Regions from separate parts of the Mus musculus genome. Here region 1 is linked to region 2. The links are chromatin contacts, called in public HiChIP or PLAC-seq maps. All regions are on one chromosome and are shown on one strand. Each heading gives the region's core, a stretch centred on a gene start, on an enhancer-like site or on the middle of the called end of the contact. The rest is flanking DNA. Distances are from core to core; before and after follow the strand shown.

Evidence for each region. HiChIP or PLAC-seq counts read pairs in DNA pulled down with a chosen protein or histone mark.
Region 1: an H3K4me3 HiChIP or PLAC-seq map of embryonic basal ganglia shows a contact between it and region 2, with 7 times the contacts expected there. The contact joins two enhancer-like sites. A contact is called at or near these places in 1 of 39 promoter capture datasets (the SN4741 cell line), 2 of 15 datasets of contacts at CTCF or cohesin (large pre-B cells and pro-B cells), 3 of 484 Hi-C or Micro-C datasets (bone marrow-derived macrophages, cerebellar granule neurons and gonadal supporting cells), 7 of 115 datasets of contacts at active chromatin or transcription factors (embryonic basal ganglia, embryonic stem cells, forebrain and 2 more) and 1 of 9 other capture datasets (embryonic stem cells).

The regions. Positions count from the first base shown.
Region 1 is chr9:61,859,075-61,865,271 of GRCm38.p6, forward strand. Gm34974 (a long non-coding RNA gene) reads right to left here. Exons shown (of 6, transcript XR_001779199.2): 6 at 1,103-1,956. Among named protein-coding and RNA genes, the nearest start is that of Gm34974, 37 kb to the right of the region's middle. Within about 2 kb of position 3,162, at least 19 of the 459 cell types and tissues checked have an H3K27ac peak or open chromatin away from gene starts, as enhancers often do. A contact at or near this core is called in embryonic basal ganglia, where this site is marked.
Region 2 is chr9:61,274,833-61,281,072 of GRCm38.p6, forward strand. All of the region lies in intron 3 of B930092H01Rik (RIKEN cDNA B930092H01 gene), which reads right to left. Among named protein-coding and RNA genes, the nearest start is that of Gm51681, 5.6 kb to the right of the region's middle. Within about 2 kb of position 3,214, at least 141 of the 459 cell types and tissues checked have an H3K27ac peak or open chromatin away from gene starts, as enhancers often do. A contact at or near this core is called in embryonic basal ganglia, where this site is marked.

The DNA of each region.
Region 1 (6,197 bases), core at 1,912-4,411, 580 kb after region 2:
ACTGTGTAGTGACCCATGGCCACCTAAGAAAGTCACTCAGAATTTATAGCTTCAAATTCATGCCCCATAAGGTCCAATTCTGTGGGTTGTCATCAACTGACAGGCAGCCTTGTCTTGCTGTCCTCATAGGCCAGCCCCTTCCACAGGGGCGACCCGTGGGCCACCTTGGTGATGCCTCCAAGCTGAAGCCACAGGAACGCTTCCAATCTCCAGCTGACCTGCGAGAGGGAGTTGGGCAGCAGAGCTCAGAGGCTCAGAGCACAGAAGAGGACGCAGGGGACGCCCGATCTGAAGTGTGTGTGCTAGGCAAAGGGAAGGGAGGGGTCAAACGTGCACGCGGCGACCTGATGGATCTTAAAGCCACAGGGGAAGGAAACACTCAGACCTAGGACTGTGATTGATAAGCCATTTAAGACTCGAGGTAGGATCATTTTGTGTGTGAACAGGTTAGTAAGAAAGCTTATTGGAATGGCTGCTGGAGACGTGAGGGGGGAATGGAAAGAGGGGGGGTTAACTGCGTAAATGAATTAATAAACACAGGGACTTGTAGAAACCAGCCGCAGTGGAGCCTCGGGCAGGAAATTAACTCAACCCTCTACACCGGAAGTGACAGGAAGCAGCCCTCTCTTCCACCTGGGTCACTTGGGGTGATACCACCTACCACACTACAGCTTTTGAGGGAAGCTTCCTTCAAGGTGACTGGTTTGTAGGTGCTGGTGGCTGGTGCTTGGTTTTATTTTGTATCCAGATCTCTCTCTCTCTCTCTCTCTCTCTCTCTCTCTCTGTCTGTCTCTCGTTCTCTCTCTCTTGTTCTGTGTGTGTGTGTGTGTGTCTCCTGTCTCTCTGTTTGTTTCTGTGTCTCTCCTGTCTCTGTCTGCCTCTGTGCCTCTCTCCCTGTGTCTCTCTCTCGTTCTCCCTCTCTCTGTCTGTCTCTGTCTCTGTCTCTCTCCAGATCCAGATCTGTATGGCACAGACTGATACCCATCCCTTTCCTCTCCAGATCTTCTGCAATAGACCATCTCCCCAGGAAAACCCACCAGCATTCAGCCATCTAATAGCAGATCTACAAAGCCCTCTGGTTGAAATTGCTACCACCTCCTTCACAGATCAAGCCCTCTTGAGTTTCAAGCAGGAATATGAAGGACACTTGCTCTTATGTCAACTATGACACTTCAAGTTGCACATAGCAGCACACAAACAGCTCAAACTCACTGAAATAAAAAAAAAATGTTGTATGCCTGAGCAAGCCTGGTTTCTAACTCCAGCTCCTGCCCACTTTGGGTGGGAACCGCCCAGCAAACCTCTTAGACACAGTGTCCTCTAGTGGTCACTTCTGGTCTTACACCCTCTGCAATAGCTAGCTTGGTAGGATCAGGAAATCAACTAAGGTCTTTGAGCAGATAAGTCTATGAGAGCATTTCTGAGAAGGATTGACAGAGGAGAGAAAAGACACTCCTAGAGTGGGTGGCGCCCAGATATGAGGCTGATGTTGAGGGGAGAGCAATGATGCTCATTTGCCTGCCTTGCTTCCTGTTGATGAGCACATCTACCTCGACATCCTCCCTGAAGCCACCTATTGCTGATGTCAGAACCCAGCTTATTGGGTCTTCTGATATGGTCTGAAGACCAGTGGCTCTCCAGGAATCCCCCAGGCAGTCCAGGCCAGATGAGTGCTGGGACATGCAGCCTCGTAGATTGAGCAGCCAATAGGCAGACAGTTTTGTCTTTTGTAGTATCCGTTCCATCATCCGTTCAGTTCCTCCTCAGCTTCCCATCCTTCAGAGAGGGAGCGATCTCATTCCAAGACGTGACTTACTCTCTTTGGGTCATATGACCATCCAGAATCAACCACCTTGGCCAGGGGAATCTCTGATTAGCTGGGTCTGAATTCTACCTCACAGCTCTGCACAAGGGATGAAGTCACAATGCCTGAGAGTGGGTCCAAATGAAGCTCTCCTGACAAGAGAAATCAGAGAACGGTGAACACAAGAACCAAGTGATACCCAATGGCTCCATCGGTGACAAACACAACCATGTCATGGGACACAGTCAAATGACATTCCTAACCTAAAAAAGGGCTCAGTGCATCTGCCAACCGCTGATATCAGCTCAGCAATGGTAATCTTGGTGGGTTAGGACATATTGTTTATCTTTAAAAACTAGAAATTCTAAACATCAGAAGCTCTGGTAAGTGGGAGCCCTGACAGTCCTCAAGAATTCTTATCAAAGGCGGATCCTGCAGTCTGTGCACACACAGTTTTGTTTTGCTTTCAAGACAAGGTCTCACTGTGCAACTCTGGCTGGCCTAAAACTCATTATAGACCAGACTCATCCCAAACTCACAGAGATCTGCCTGTCTCTGCCTCCTATGTGCTGGAGTCAAAGGTGTAAGCCACTATGCCCACCTACCTCACAACTCCCGAATGAATAAGTACAATGTTTGGTGTCAGAGCAACTGTCTCAAATTAAAGACACTGTGTAAGCCAATCAGAATCTTTGTGAGAGGAAGAAATAGTTCCAGTCCACCAAAAGTCCTACTGATGTGTGTGTGTGTGTGTGTGTGTGTGTGTGTGTGAGAGAGAGAGAGAGAGAGAGAGGCCACATAGAGGCCAGAGGTCAACATCTGTGTCTTCTATTATTCTCCACCTTAGTTTTTTTGAGACAGGGTCTCTCATCAAACCTGGAGCTCCCCATTTGGGCTACACTGGCTGGCCACTGATTTTCCTGTCTCTCCCCAGCCCTGAGACTACAGAGATGCCACCACACCTGCCTTCTATGTGGATACTGAAGATTGGAGCTTAGGTCTCACGCTTGTGCACTAAGCACTTTGCCTACCGCCTTCCCCACCCTGTCTCATTCTTGAAGTCCTTGGTATGTCCAGGTCTTCCTGTGTCATCCAAGACGGGCGTTCCAGAGGCTGAACCCATATACACATCTTGTGAGTGTTCCAAAGATGCCTGGGAGGGTGAACACTTCCAAGTTGGTTATCCCGCCAGCTGACCCACTGGCTGGCTGGCTGGCAGTCTGGCTGGCAGTGCAGCCTGGATCCCAGCAGTTGGCGGAGTTCCCATCTGTCTGCACATCCCACATCCCCAGCCCCACTGCCAACCAAGACTTACGCCCCACCATTAGAGACTTCGTTTGTGCCATTAACGGAGCGTGGGCAACAGCTGCTGGAGCAGGTGCAAAGACAAACAGAGCCCAGCTCTGGAGAGAAATCCTTTGCTCATTGGAGCCAGCTGTAGAGACAGTGTATCAAAGTGGGGGGGGGGGGACTTTCTGCAAGCCACAGAACAGGGTAAGTAAGTGTGATCTGGGCCACTGTCATCTTGGAGTCAATCAGTCTGATGGGCCAGCTGGCTGTCCACACAATCACCCCAGAGCGGAATACCCTTCTCAGAGCCCAGGGTGTTCCCACCTGCTCTTCTCTCTCTACAAAGAAGCTCTCACTCTGCCCCCCCAAACCCCAGAATTTCATCCGGAAGCTTTCAGAGCACGGACTTTCAGGCCCACCCCAGACCTCTGTAATCCAACTTTGCAGCTGAAGTTTTTCCTAATGCACACAAAGGGCTAAGAAGCAGGAGGCTACTAGCTGCCTGGTGCTATTGCAACCACCGAGGTTGCACGGGGGATCACAGACACTCCTTAGGAGAGGAAAGTTCCAGTTTATCAGAAGTCCTGAAGTACTCCCACGTGACCCCGATACACACATACCAGCTCAGACTCAAGTTCTTGGGGAGCCCAATAAAGTCAAAGGAGGGACCTGTGAGATGGTTCAGTGGATAAAGATGATTGATGTTAAAGATAGGACTCACATAATAGAAGGAGAGAACCAACTCCCCCAAACTGTCCTCGGACCTCCTCGTAGAAACTGTGTTTTACTCTTGACAGTCCCCCCATAAATGAGTAAATAAATAAGTAAGTAAATGTGAAATCGAGCAGTGTTAAGGACGTAAGCATGGCGGCATACATCTGTGACTCTAACTCTTCAGAGGTAGAGGCAGGAAGATCCCGAATTCATAGGAAGAGCCTGTCTCAGGGAAAAAAGCAACCCACTAGCGAGTGATTAGTGAACAGGAGGCAGGTATGGGGAGGAAAGGCCTGGGGAGGAAGGAGATGCTGGGCAGAGGGAAGGAGAGAAGATAGCCAATGGTTCTGGCTTATCCAAGGCTAAGGGAATTTCTGGGAGGTGGGACTTACAGTTTGAAAACCAAGACAGTGCCAGGCAAACCAGGGCAGTGGTCACTCTAAAAGGGTGTGGGTAGATGGATGTAGTGGCTATTCCTGGTTGTCAACTTGACTATATCTGGAATGAACTACAATCCAGAATTGGAAGGCTCATCTGTGATCCTCATCTTGAGGCTGGGAGATACAAGTTTCTGACCTGGATCTTGGCATGGAGATCTTGAGGCATAGTGGCTATGAATCCCAGGAGACTAAGGCAAGGAGATCCCAGAGTTCAAGGTCATCTAGGACAAAGCAAGTCCCAGATCCAGGCGTGGTCATACACACCTTTAATCCGGGTCACACCTTCTGCTGGAGACCTACATAAAAAGACTCTCTCTTCTTTGCCTGTTTGCCTGTGGGACTAAGCAACTGCTAGATCCTTGGACTTCCATTAACAGCTGCTGCTGACCATTGTTGGGGAGTTGGACTACAGACTGTAAGTCATCAACAAATCCCCTTACTATATAGAAACTACCCATAAGTTCTGTGACTCTAGAGAACCCTGACAAATACAATGGATTCAGAGGATAGAGGTGGCACCCAACTGGCACCTCATTTCCCAAGAGACTCTCTAGTTGCAGATTTATGGCCCAGAAAGCTCACTGAAATGAAGACTCCTGGGACCTTGGCCAGGCGTCCTGAATCAGATATGCACCTTCACTAGATCCCTGGGGTATCTTGTGCACTTTGGCAAGGATTGGCCTTACTTTGAATTGGTCAGAATTTCATCACTGAGAGAAATAACTGAATGGAGGGAAGATTTGTTTGGGCTCACAGGCTCAGAGGTGTCAGTCCAAGATCAGCTGGTCCTGTCCATTCTGGCCTAGGATGAAGCAGCAGACACAGCATAAGCCATCTCAGACCCCAGTTGTTTCTTAAGTTGTGTATCTTCTTCATTTGTGTGTGTGTTTATGCCACAGCACACACGTGGCTCTAAGATGACAACTCACAGGAGACACTTCTCTCCTTCCACCGTGTGAGTCTCAGGATTTGAACTCAGGTCATCAGGCTTGGCAGAAAGCACTTTTGACTGCAGTCACCTTGCAAGTCCCTCCCCACTCTAGATCACTTCTCAATAAAGCTACCAGCTGGGCACCAAGCCTTCAACTCCTGAGCTTCTTCATCTCCCAACCCTCTGAGTGAGATGAGCCTCTATCTCCGATGAAATGTTCCAGCATTTAACAGGCTGTCCAGTCAATCATGGCCTGAGGGAAAGGCCAATAGGGAGATGCCTGGGATACCCAGATTAGGGGTAAGTATAAGAGTGGCTGCTGGCCCAGCCTGGACACAAGAAACCAAAGGAAATGACTGCACTCTAGATAATTCTCAGGGGCAGTGATACCTTAGGGTTACAGTAAAGAATGCTTCCTCCTAACCCCAGCATCCTCACTCAAGTCACATGTATCTATCCTGTCTTCCTACCAACATATGGGACTTCCATGTGGAAGTCCCATGATGGGGGCCTAGGCCTGCCTTGGGGACCCATTGTCAAGCCAGCCATGGCAAGGCTACATAATGTTCTGTTGGACTCAGGAATCCCGGGAGAATCAGGAAGGACAAGACTGAGACAAGGATGGTACTCAGTTCCCAAAAGACCTGTCCTCACATCAAAACTAAATTCCAATGAGTGCAGAGTGACAGACAGTGCTAAGCACTACAGGGCAAAAGTAAAGAACACCCTGACCCATGTGGTCCTGCCAGAGCCCACCCAGGCCACCTAAGGCTTCCCTTGCCTGTTGGGACAAGCCTTGAGAGCACTGACACCCAAGCATATCACCGCATTAGAATCACCCACTCTACTCCCAAGTTCACCTTTTCTCACCACCACTCACTCAACTTGATCATGCCTCCATCCATGTCCTGCCCCAGAACCAAGCCAATCACCCTGCTCGGCAGCCTGTCTCTTAAACAGCTGCCACTGTAGTCCTTTCTCTGGCCACAGCCTCCCCCACCTTCTCAACTGTGTGTGT
Region 2 (6,240 bases), core at 1,964-4,463:
CACACACACACATTCACATTTACATACACTCACACTTATAACACTAATAATAATGACGATAATAATAAATGTAATCTTATAAATTAAAATCTTCAACTTCTATACATGGCATCAATAATCAAGAACGGGCTTATGGAGAAGTACCAGGAGCCAGCCTGTAGACAGGAGAGTGTGGGATACTGAGCTAAACATCTGAGAGGAACAACTGAGTGAGGGAAGACTGATTTTGACTCATGTTCAAAGGTCCCAGCTGGTGGTGACCTAGCGCACACACTTAAACCACCTTTTGAGTGGAATCCAAGGTTGCTGCTACTGTTCACATCGGGACTTTGTGGTGTGTAGGAATATAAGTTTCAGGTCCAGGGCACATGCAGCCCTCTGTACCAGCAGTGAGATGGGGCCATCAGACTCCCGGTGAGTACCTAGGATCAGTATCCATAGTAAGAGTGTGGAGACCACTACCCACCTCTGGGCAAAGACAGTGAGGAAGAGAGAGGAGCCCAAGAGCAAAGAGGTCTGGAGGCAGTTACAGAAGGAAACCAGGAAATCTTTCTGTAACAAAATACTGGTGGTCTTCAGTGATGGATGAAGCTGGAGAGAGGAACAAAGAGCTCTCTTAAAGAGCTGAAGGGAGACAGAGATTTGTAGAGCTACCATATAAACAAATGATGGGTGGAAATCTCAGCTTTAATAAGGACACAGACTATTGCAGGAGGGATTCTGCCAGCTGGGCCTATCTTAAAAACAGGAGTGCTCAGCCGGCCATGTGGGAGGACAGAGCAGCAGAAAGGGCAGCTCTGCAAGTCAAATAGTTGGGTGGGTGGGTGGGTGGGTATGTGGATAGGTAAGAGAGCAGATGGATGGAACGATGGGTGGATAGATGAGTGGATGAATGGGTAGGTGGATGGATGGATGGGTGGGTGCATGGATGGGTAGATGAATGGGTGGATAGATAGATGGGTGAGTAGATGGGTGGACGAATGGGTAGGTATGTGGATGAGTGGAAGGATGGTGGATGGATGGATGGATGGATAAGTGGATGGATAAGTGGATGGATAGTGGATGGGTGGATGAATGGAAGGATAGGTAGATGGGTGGGTGGATGAGTGGGTAAGTGGGTGGGATTAATGGGTGTATGGATGAACGGAAGGGTGGATGGATGGATTGGATGGATGGATGGATGGATGGTGAGTGGAAGGATGAATGGAAGGATGGGTGGATGGATGGGTGGATAGATGGGTGGGTAGATGAATGGATGTATAGTGGATGAGTGGATGGGTGGATAGATAGATGGGTGAATAGATGGATAGATGAGTGGGCAGGTGGCTGGGATTAATGGGTGTGTGGATGAATGGAAGGATAAGTGGGTGGGTGGATGCGTGCATGCATAGTGGATGGGTGGATTAATGGAATGATAGGTGGAGAGATGGATGCATGGACAGTTATACAAATGTATAAAGAACTGGTTAAACAAGAGAGAAGAAATGAGTAGAGAGGGGATTGTGAATAGATGTAGGTGAGGAGAAACAGCTGAATGCCTTCAGCCCTGCCCTGCAGTGCAGAAACTCTAATCACATGAGGATATGGGTGAGTGAGGCCTGGCTGCTGGATTTCACAGGCCTCTACGAGAGTGGCATAAGGTCACCAGATTTCTATTTTGGCTGCTTAAGAACATTGCCATCACAACCTTTGTCTGTTTAAAAACACAAAACAAAATGTGACAGAATAAAGGCTAGCTCTTCCCAAATACAGGCCATTAATCCTAGTTCCCATGTGTGTAGTATTGGGCTTTTTTTTTCCATTGCTACAATATACCTGGGGTGGGGGAGGGGAGTAATATACACAGAGAAGAAGTATACTTAGGAAGTACAACCAGCATGATGAGGGTTCTGTCCCGGGCTTCCCTGGCTATATCATCATGGCAAAGGGTGTCATGGCGAGAGTGCATGCAAGACAGAGAGCCTGAGTGGCAAATCAGAAAGCTAAGGAGTGGAGTGGGTGGTCCTGTTCTTTTTCTAAGAATGTCCTCTCTAGAGAACTAACTCCATGAGGATGCCATTAGACCCTTTCCAGGACCTAATAACCTAATAAATTACCTCTGGAGGCCCCGCTTCTTGAAGGTTCCATCACCTTCCAACATTACTACTCTGAGGAACAAACTTCCGTAAGCGGAATCATTGGACCACTCAAAACCTTGTGGGTAGAGACATATTTGAAATGTGTGTTGCCTTTATATTAAGAATCCATAGATTTGGCGGGGCAGTGGTGAGGCACACCTTTAATCCCAGCACTTGGGAGGTAGAGGCAGGTGGATTTCTGAGTTCAAGGCCAACGTGGTCTACAGAGTGAGTTCCAGGACAGCCAGAGCTACACAGAGAAACCCTGTCTTGAAGAACAAAAAAAAGAAGAAGAAGAAGAAAAAAAAAACTGTTGAAAAAAAGAATCCATAGACTTGAGGACAGTAGTTTAAAATAGCATGAGAAATACATACATAAAACAAAACCTAGTTCTATTAAGTAAAGAAGAACAATATATCACATAAAATGTCAGTGAGTGAAGCATGGGTGTTTAGGTATAGTGAAGACCAGAGGAAGTGATGCTCACAGGACTGCCTACCGCAGAGCTGTCCATCAGCATACAAGAAGTCGTCCAGGCTGCCCTTAAACTCACTTATATCACAGCCTGAACTCCAACTTGAGATCCTCTAGCACCTAGCCTCTGCTTCCCAAGTGCTAGAATTATAGGCACGAGCCATCATGCCTAGTCTTATTCACTTGAAGAGATCGGTCTGTGTCCAGGACAACATTATTTAACTAATCAGAGCACACACGGGCAGCCTCTTTGCCTCATGGATCAACAACCGCAGGCGCAGGCAGCAGAGCTGGGGTGGGAAGTGCAAAAGAACACTCTCCTAGTCAGCCTCTGATTCACACTGGGGTGAGAAGGGCATCGAGAAAGTGCCACCAGATCCCTCCTACTGGTGAATGATGTCTCTGCAGTCTATCTCCAGAAAAGCTGTAATTCAAGGCCCGGAACAACCTGTGATTTACATGCTGGGTTGGTGTAAAAGATATTGTGCAGAGCCTTCTGAGTGTGCTCTGTGTGTTTGTATAAATCTCGCTACTCAAAATATCTCCCACAGTTGACTGACAGCCCGTGTAATTTAGCAGAAGGCTAAAAATTAAAATCCTCAAGCCTGCTGAGGGAGCGTAAGAATGCAGTAACACTGAGCGCCGCCCCTCGCCCGGGCCCAAGCTCGGCAGATGCCAGGGCTGTTCATTTTGGAGACGAAACAAAATATTTGTATTTAGATTTATTAAAGTCATTATTCCGCCATTTGTTCCAATGTGCTTTATTAAAACCGGATCTCGTGTCTGTTTTGAAAGTATTACCTGATTTACATAAGCCAGTCCCAGCCCTAATTACGGCTTCCTTTGGTGTCTTTTCATTCCGAGGGAGGCTCACGCTCCCCCTCCTGGCTTTTTTTTTTTTTTTTTTTTTTTTTTTTTTTTTGTCGCCTGCCTTCATGGCCCATATGTCTGCCTTGAGATAGCAAGAATCCGAGCCTATAAATAGATGGCTGAGAACAGCTCCGCTGCCAGTTATCTGTCCACACATCAACATTACCATAATTGCAACAGGCAATGTGTAATCTTTCTAATCACACGTTCCAGACGGAAAACTGGATCGAGTTTCATAAATTGTATAATTTGAGGCTTTCCTGAGCTAACCGCTGGGCAGGCGGGCTGCTGTGGGTCATCCAGGACTTGGAAGTGCCACCCCTCTAAACCTGGTCAGGCTGTCCCAAGGTGGCATGGTGACACACACCTGAGGCAGTCACTTGGGCGCTGAGAAAAGTAGTGCCACCCTCTCTGAGTCACAGTCCCACCCCCCTCCCAGCCAGGCAGTTTCACTTTTCTCTTTCATTCCTTTGGGGGAAACACTGTAAGTGTTTTCAGGATACAGATGAAGACACCAAGAGAGGTGAGACTCGTCTTCAGGGGTGCACCAGCCAGTCGCAGAGACTTAAACACAGATCCCAGACTCAGTACCTCCCCCCCCCCCCATGCCCTGAGCTACAGATTATATCTGCAGCCTGGCGCCAGGGAGGTCCCAGTGAATTCCGTATTTTCGTCCTTTCAATGGCTTTCATAAATCTCATTCTTACTTAATTTTGAAGCCCAAACAGACCTGCTTCTCCAACAAGCCACTGCGCTATCTTGAGTCACAGGGCTTGCAAAGTGGAGCTCTGGGATTCCAGGCTGGGCTGAGTCCAAGGCCTGTGTTCGGGCCTTCAGGACCTGCACTGTCAGGGTCTTCTCTCCTGGGGATCCCTCTCCTCTTTGTTTGCTTTGCCAGCCTCTCAGAAGGATGCTAATTGGGTCCTGTCAGCAGGCAGCAGGCAGAGCCCAGGGAAAGGTGATGAGGGAGGAGGGACAGCCTTCTGCCAGGCTCCCAGACCACTGCTCAGCTTTCCCAGGGCCTGGTGGGGACTCCAGGAAATTGCCTCTGAGTGTCCTACTTCCCTAGAGAGCTGCTGCGGGAGAGCTCCCTTTGTTTTGCATTGCGCGAAACCTCCGGCAATGCTATTCATACTGCAGGTCCCTGGAGTGGCTGATGACACCCTGATATATAGACTGGTCCCCAAGGACCCAGCGTGCTCTCTGGCACTGTGCTCTCCAGCCGCGCCTAGTAATTGGCCAGCCTTGCAAAGTTCCAGCTGTCTATTAACTGCTTTAAATTGAACACTAATCAGATGATGGTGCGGTTACCAGCAAGGTCCCTCAGGCTTCCCTCAGAAGGAACCATCTAATCTATATCCCTTAATTTTTCCAGATTGAGGAAACTGACAGTCAGAGAGGAAGGGAATGGACGACCTACTGTGGTCGTAACCAATCCTAGGTCGTTTTCCATGGTCTGTTGATCTGTGTGTGTGTGTGTGTGTGTGTGTGTGTGTGTGTGTGTGTGCACATGCCCGTGTACCACTGTGAGGTTCTTGACTGGCAACAGATTCTAGAGTCACTCTGGAGACACACCTCTGGACATGTCAGTGAAGAAGGAGTGTTTAGACTGAGTTAATTGAAGGAGGAAGACCCCACGCTAGGTTGGGCAGCACCATCCCATGGGTTGCTGTGCCTGCCTGCCTGATGGAAAGCAGGCTGGGCATCAGCATTCACCCCTTCTCCTTCCTGACCATGGATGCCATCTGACTGGCTAGCTCAAGGCTCTCCTGCCATGACCTCCCCATCATGATGGACTCTACCCCAAAACTGTAACTCAAAATAAACCCCTCCACCTTACAGTTGTTTTTATTTGGTCTTTCCTGTTCTCTCTCTCTCTCTCTCTCTCTCCCTCCCCCCCTCCCTCTCCCTCTCCTTCTCTCTCTCTCTCCCTGCAGCAAAGAGAGAGGTACCAATATGCACTCTGGGAGCTTCTTGGTGTGATGTATGATATAAACTCTACCTGCTTTCTAGATAAGAGACTGGAGACCAGGACTTCTCTCCTTAGACCTGTCCCCAACACATCATAAAGTAATCCACCTGGCTGCTTTCTGGGCCTTGTTTTTGTTGTTGGCGGTGAGACGAGAACAATTAAGAAAACATCCCATAAGGTTGACTTGTAGGCAAGCCTGTGGAGCATTTCCTTAATTAGTGATTGATTGAGAGGACCCAGTGCATTGTGGGAGGTGATCCTAGGTGTCTGGGAAAGCAGGCTGAGGCAGCATGGACAATCAGCCAGTGAGCAGAATTCCAGCTTCCACCCCTGCCCTGACATCTCTCCGTGAGGCACTGAGTATGTAACTGTAAGCTGAATTAAACTCTTTCCTCCCGAGCTGTTTTTTTGGTTATGGTATTTTATCACAGCAATAGAAACCTAAGTAAGGCAGCCAGCTCAGGCCTCGAGAGGCAGGTCATCATCACCATCACCATCATCATCATCATCGGAGCATGGCTTGGTCCAGGGAGATGGAGACGCAGCTGCTCACACCTCCTAGACTTGGACTCTCAGCACCAAAGACAGTCCCAGAAGTTTCTAGATTGAGGAGAAGCAGACCTTCCAGCTGACCACAGCCTAGGGCATTTCCTGTGAGCAAACAGAACCAGTACCATTCATTTTGCAGTGCAGTAGCCAAAGGGTTGCCCCAGCAACACCTGGAGCTCGCTTGCTCTACACACCCCTGGGCTCTAAGCATGACTGCTGAATTGCCGCTCAGGGAGGGGGTGGGATCTTTGAATTCCG